Linked DNA regions of Mus musculus: region 2 is linked to region 1. A link is a contact called in public promoter capture Hi-C data. All regions are on one chromosome and are shown on one strand. The core of a region is the stretch at or near the end of the contact, and the rest is flanking DNA. Distances in the headings are between cores, read along the strand shown. Region 1 overlaps Gm52797 (a long non-coding RNA gene). Region 2 overlaps Fry (FRY microtubule binding protein).

What was found. Promoter capture Hi-C pulls out the DNA fragments that hold promoters and counts their contacts.
Region 2: a promoter capture Hi-C map of pre-B cells shows a contact between it and region 1, with 3 times the contacts expected there. The contact joins two enhancer-like sites. A contact is called at or near these places in 3 of 39 promoter capture datasets (the C10 cell line, liver and pre-B cells), 1 of 484 Hi-C or Micro-C datasets (muscle stem cells), 1 of 115 datasets of contacts at active chromatin or transcription factors (embryonic stem cells) and 1 of 9 other capture datasets (adipose tissue).

The regions. Positions count from the first base shown.
Region 1 is chr5:150,113,985-150,117,194 of GRCm38.p6, reverse strand. The region is part of intron 2 of Gm52797 (a long non-coding RNA gene); the gene reads left to right. Among named protein-coding and RNA genes, the nearest start is that of Gm52797, 16 kb to the left of the region's middle. Within about 2 kb of position 1,339, at least 40 of the 459 cell types and tissues checked have an H3K27ac peak or open chromatin away from gene starts, as enhancers often do. A contact at or near this core is called in pre-B cells, where this site is marked.
Region 2 is chr5:150,305,289-150,308,533 of GRCm38.p6, reverse strand. All of the region lies in intron 1 of Fry (FRY microtubule binding protein), which reads right to left. Among named protein-coding and RNA genes, the nearest start is that of Fry, 47 kb to the right of the region's middle. Within about 2 kb of position 1,708, at least 28 of the 459 cell types and tissues checked have an H3K27ac peak or open chromatin away from gene starts, as enhancers often do. A contact at or near this core is called in pre-B cells, where this site is marked.

The sequences.
Region 1 (3,210 bases), core at 90-2,589:
AGAGTCGTGAAGCTTCCTCAGCTGAGTAATGCACTCGAGCTGAGGAAGCGTTCAGTGTAATGACCTGGGTTCAGTTCCCAGCACCCACGTGGCTACTCACAACCATCTGTGACTCCAGGTCCAGGGGATATGGCGCCCTCTTCTGGCCCCTTCAGGCATTGCATGCATGTGGTTCACAGACATTCAGGCAGGAAATAAGGTGCGTGCCCACATCAACTCCCATTGCTTCCACTCACCCCCCCTTTAAAAGCAGGCCCTGTGCCATGTTTTGATAATCTCATTTGTCTGCCTCTGCTTGTCATTCCATCACCTCTGGGGGTTAGGGTGAGCGGCCAATTCAGTTATATCATAAGACAGGAAGTCCGTTTCTCCACACTGACAGACTACAGTGCTGACATGCATTAAGAAATTTAGAAACTAATTGGCCCATATCGCATGCCTGCTCCCGTGCTTTGGGACAACTGCAAAGACACGAGAGAATTACATCAACACTCTCCGTGCCTTAACAAGCTGTGGACTGAATACTAAGTCTAAATGCCTGAAATCTAATGGAGTCTTGGTCTAAGAAGTCACAATGTTAATGTGTTAGCCACAAGTAATCTAAATATTTGAGAGAGAAAATTTTGATATATAAATGTGTGATCTTTGATCTATGAGATTAAATTCCCACTTGATAATTTACTATCTTTAAAGACTTTTGAAATGCCTTGAAATTTGTTCTTGTTTACTTTCTTTTTCGGGCATCATAGATATTAGGCAAGCACTCTACAGTGAGCCACACCCCCAAACTACGTTTCAATACCTCTTCTTAGGCATACACACACACACACACACACACACACACACACACACGAGAATTCCTTTCACAAGAATCTTACATCTAACACAACAGCTTTACAATGGTCTGTAGCTAAGTTTCTGTGCAAAAATCTGGGATTCCAAAAGAATGGAGGTGTATTAATCTCCCCAGAGTCCAAAGCCCAGGAAAAACAAGGGGGAAGCTGCAGTAATTTCTCTTTCAGGAGCAGATGCTGTCTCACCCCAGGGAGTTATGGGATGGAAGAAATGAGACAATAAAACTATACACGCTACTTTGAACTGTATCAGAGCCAGCCCCGTCGATCTGTAAATGATACATAGTTTCATTCCTTGAACCAAGAGCACTAACTACAGTTTTCTGTCTCATGGGAGGAAAGTTAGCAAGAACACTGACCTAACTGAGCCCCACATGGTAGCCTGTGGGAACCAGAAAGTGTGCTGCTGGGTTGGCTCAGCTGGCTGTCAGCTGTCAGCTCTGCCCCACAGCCACGCTGTGCAGCCCTCTCCAGCAGCCTGGTCCCTCCCCGTCCTCCCCGCCCCCAATCCAAGGTCATAGCCCAGAGTTATGGGCACAAGCATCTGTTGCCCCTTGCTCTGCTCATGGGATTTGTGTCTGTAGATGAAAAGCCAATAACAACAGAACCTACAGAGTAACCAAACCACTTGCTTCCTGACACGCCGTTTGCCTCCTGGCACCCTCAGCCCTCTAGCCGGGCTTCCTTATCGCTCTAGGGAAACCAGTCCACCTTGCAGACAGGAAACTCACCAAGACATAGGGGTGATCTGATGGAAAAGCGTGTGTTCAGGTGTGTAAAGCTGAACCTGTGAAGTTTTAAAATTAAAAATACCAGCAACAGCACACACTCTCTGTACACAGTGAGTGGTAGACGACTCTCTCCTAGCTGAAACAGGAACACGTGGTTCTGTCAGGATCACTCGGAGAGCACCCTGATGTAGGGGCATGCAGAGCTGACAGAGAAACATGGAGGAGTACAAAAGGCTGAGAAACCGAGAAGAATGGTCCATGCTGAAAAAAGGGCACCAGAAAAGTCCCAGTGTGTAAAGATGCACACGGGCCTCAGGGAAGGGCAGAGTCGAAGAGGGATCGTGCCTGAAACACACGCTTCTGTCAACCTAAACTGCTTATCTCTGCTTTTTCAATATTTCCAGATTTGCCCCTTGGGAAACTGGATACAGACTTAAGAGAGAACAGGCAGGGGCTTGAAATACCCCAGCAGTTACCATAGAGAAAAAGGAAAATTAACAATTTTCATATTATGTGGAGGGAAAGAAGCATAGTGTATAATTACTCAGACTCTCCAATAAAGAGCCTCTTCTGTGAACAAAAAGAAGAGATATCCCAAAGGCAGCTACTGTTGTGACATTTAACTGGGAACGCAGCCAAAAACATAGGCTAGGATCACAGCCCTTGCCTTTCTTGTGGAAAACTTTGGGGTAGCTAACTCACCCAAACAGATGGCTGTAGTTCTGGCTACCTTAGATCAGTGGTTCTCAACCTGTGGGTCGCAACCCCCACGGGGCGTTGTCTATCAGGTGTTTACCTTATGATTCATAGCAGCAGCAAATGTACAGTTCTAAAATAGTAGTGAAATAGTTTTATGGTTGGGGCCACCATGTCACAAGGGACTGTATTAAAGGGTCGCAGCATTAGGAAGGTTGAGAACCACTAGACCAGAGGATGAGAAACGACACCCATAAATGTGTATTGATAAAGGTTAACGCGATGCCATCTTTCAGATGAATGGTTTGAAGGTGTTTCTTGTTGTATCTAAATATCTCTCAAAAAAGAATTTTAGCTATCGTTTGTATCCGCTCCTTCTGCTTACTTACATGACTAATGTATGTCAGTTTTTGTCAAACTGACAAATATTTGGGAAGAAAGGGTCACAACTGAGGAATCACCTCCATCAGACTGGCCTGTGGATACCTGTGTGGTGTTTTCTTGGTTGCTGATCAAATATAGGAGGGCCCAGCCCACTGTGGGTGGCGACCAACCCAACTCTGGGAAGGTGGACTGTACAAGAAAGGGAGCGGGGCAGCTAAGGGGCTGACTCAGAGGTTAAGAGCACCGTTTGATCGTTCAGAAGACCCAAGTTTAATTCTCAGACCATGCATGGGGGCTCACAATGTCTGTTAACTCCAACATCAAGGGATCTGATGCCCTCTTCTGGACTCCAGAGGTACTGCACATACGTGGCACACAGACATACTCGCAGACACAACCACTACACATCACCTAGAAATAAACAAAATCTCAAAAGTTTGTTTGGACATAAAAAAATATAAGTAAAGGTGGCCGAGAAAGCTAGGGAAAGCAATCCAGTAAGCCTCCTTCCCCCATGGTACCTGCTCCAGCTTTCCCGAAGATGG
Region 2 (3,245 bases), core at 459-2,958, 190 kb before region 1:
AGAATAATTCTCCTTAAAAAGGGACGGGGTTTCGCCATTCTCTCCTTTGCTCTCTTGCTCTGGCTCTTGCTTCTTGCTCCTGAAGATGTAAGCAATAAAGTTTTGCCGCAGAAGATTCTGGTTTGCTGTGTTCTTCCTGGCCGGTCGCGTGAACGCGTGTAAGAAGAACCCAATTTAATGGAAACATATTTTAAGCAGATAGTTGCTGAAAATAATTTCGTATGTGAATGCAAATCTATCTGTTTTTAATGGAATTTTGCCATGTAGAATTCTGAGTATAGAATATTTGAGATAATCCTATAGCTCCAGATACTGGCCAGGCTGAGGCTGGAGGCTCATTTGAGTCTAGAGTTCAAGGCCAGCCAGGCCAACAAGTTGAGCGCCTATTTCTTTTTGTTTTGCTTTGCTTTACCTCTTTAAAAAGAGCCCCACTCTATAGACCTGGCCTCTATAGTTTGAGTCTGGCCTCAAACTCAGAGCCAATCCTCCTGTCTTAGCTTCTCTAAAAGCTGGGATCACAGCAATCTGTCACCATGACCGGCTAAGAGAACCGTGATTTTCTAAGAGGAAAAAAAAAATTCTAGCATCTACCAGCCAAGTACTAATCAGGTGTCAATTATCCTGCGAAGAAACTAAGATCAGGTGAGCTTAGAACAGGGGTAAAATGTGGACTGAAAGCCCAGCTTATCGAGAGTGCTTATTCTACAGCAAATAATCCAAGTCGGCTGATGGAGGTCACTGTTGCTCATGTCTGCCTGGTCTCCAGTGCTCACAGACATCTTGTGGAAGTAGGGCACTGTCCCAGCTCAGAGGGACATCGAATCTGCACTATCTTCCTACTGTATCAAGGTCACCACACTTCAGAGCCAGAGAACTGAATGTCAACCTAAAACCTTCCTTGGGAAACAATGCTTTATTATCCTGGTGTCTCTCAGGGCTGAATGCATTTCTAGAGACCAGCGGTAACTGTGATGACATAAGATCCCGAGATCACAAGATCCTGAGGCTGAACCCATAATGATAGTGAGGAGCTGTTCAGGACAATGACCCTTGGCACACCCCTGGCAAGGTCACAGATAGCTGTGATCCTGGCACCAGAATACCTGCCTGCTTTACCAGCCTCTCCATTGATAAGCCCAAAGTACCCACCCACAGCTGTCTTTAAAAAGAGCATCCTTCTGTACTTCCAATCTGATGTCTCTGTGTGGAGAGTCCACCCACGTATCAAGCCAAGTACCCCCGAGTAGAAGCAGAGAGTGAAGGGGAAGCAGTCTCCGCTTCAACGATGGCTCTGGGTTTGCACAGTCCAGCCTAGAGAGATGGTGGCACAGTAAAGGTCATGGGTGAGGGCCTTTGAGCCGGATCTGTTCCTTGGTTTCAGAAAGCCTTCTTTATCTCACCATCGTCAATTTCAAAACAAGCACCAGCCTCCGTCGCTATCATTCTCAGGAAGAATCGCCACAAGGCTTTTAGTGAAGCCTTCCCCACAGGGAAGCTACGCATTTGAGGATCAGAAGTTTGCACAGCTTGGTCATCAAAATCGATGCCAGCTCCTCCCTTGTGTGAGCCTGGTGGTACACAACTGTAATCCCAACACTTAGGAAGGGGAAGCAGGAAGAGAAGAAGTTTGAGGCTAGCCCAGGCTATAGAACATCCTATCTCAGACAACAACAAATAAACCGAAAGCAAAACACCCTCAAGAATAACAACAGAAAGACCGCCCTTTATCTAATCACACCATAGAAAAAATCATCAGCCCTTCCTTCCCCGGGGCATTTGCTTGCTTTAAAACCACACATCACTAATTTCATCTGTCCAAAAAGAAAGAAGAAAAGGGAAGTGAAAGAAAAGCTCTGTTGTTGAGTTTCTAACTTCGCTACAATCTTCTCTTGTGCCCTCTCCTCTCCTCAGCTTTTCCAGGCACCATGTGTAGCCCAGGATAGCCTCAAGTTCTCCCTGTAGCTGAGGATTACTTTGGATCTATCTTCCTGCTTGCTTTGCCAGCATTCCTAGGACCAATGCAAGCAGCCCTCTACGATCGATCAGTAACTCAGCTACAGCTATGATGATGCTGGGAAGAAGGGAAAGGCAGCCTCGCTGTCCTCCTGTGTGACCTCCAGAAGCTGAGAGCACAGCGGAATGGCGGGCAAATGGCCCAGTCCTTGGTCAGATTTTTCCATAAGTAATTCTGTTTCTCACTGGACACAAGCACTTACTCCTCACTCAATCCCGGACAGTAGGTGCTCAGTGGGCATCCAGGCTTCAGGCTCTGGTCTAGGTACTGGGAACTGCTGGTGAAGAGGGCCACTGTTTCTTCCTTGTTGTACTGCCTACTTTCTGACAAAACAGATTAATCATACACAGAGAGACAAACAGATACACAAACATACACACAAACACACACAGAAACACAAACACACACATAGGCACAGATACACATAGATATAGACAGACATACACAAACACAGATATACAGACACATACACACACACAGAAACATAGACCTACACATAGACACACATACACACACAGACAGACAGACAGACACACAGATACACAAACATACACAGATACACAGCCAGACACACAGATACACAAACATACACACACACACACACAGACACACAGACACACACACACACAATCAGATGACAACAAGTTCAAAATAGAAAGAGAAACTGAAGCGAAGCCCCTGTGGCCAGAAGCCTCTTTCTAGGCTTGACAAGAGGCAGCCTGAGATGCTGAGACAGGGGTGGAAGCCAGGCATGTTTGTATGTGTGCCTAAGAAAGTCCAGACACACTTGGCCATCAGGATCTGCTCTTCCATTCCATCCCTGTGCACTGCCCTGAATCTGTGCACCCATTTCAGAGGAAATGGGGCCTGTAGCAGCCTGTGAAGGATAGAAGTCGAATGGCCAACAAGTACAGGGTGCCTCTTCCTTGAATCACAAAGGAGATGACTCTGAAAAGAGGGCCAGTCCCCCTGGTTTTCCATCCAGTTGCAAGGATGGACAGAACACACGGACAGAGTACACCGTTGCTTTCTTCAGACACACATCAGAAGAGGGAAATCAGATCCCATTACAGATTACCATGTGATGGCTCGAAATTGAACTCAGGACCTCTGGAAGAGCAGTCAGTGCTCTTAACTACTGAGCCATCTTTCCAGCCCCAAATGTCTTCTTTCTGTTGGTTCTCGGCGCCTTGTTCACTTTCAGGTGCCAGAGATTGTTCCTCAGAGCGAA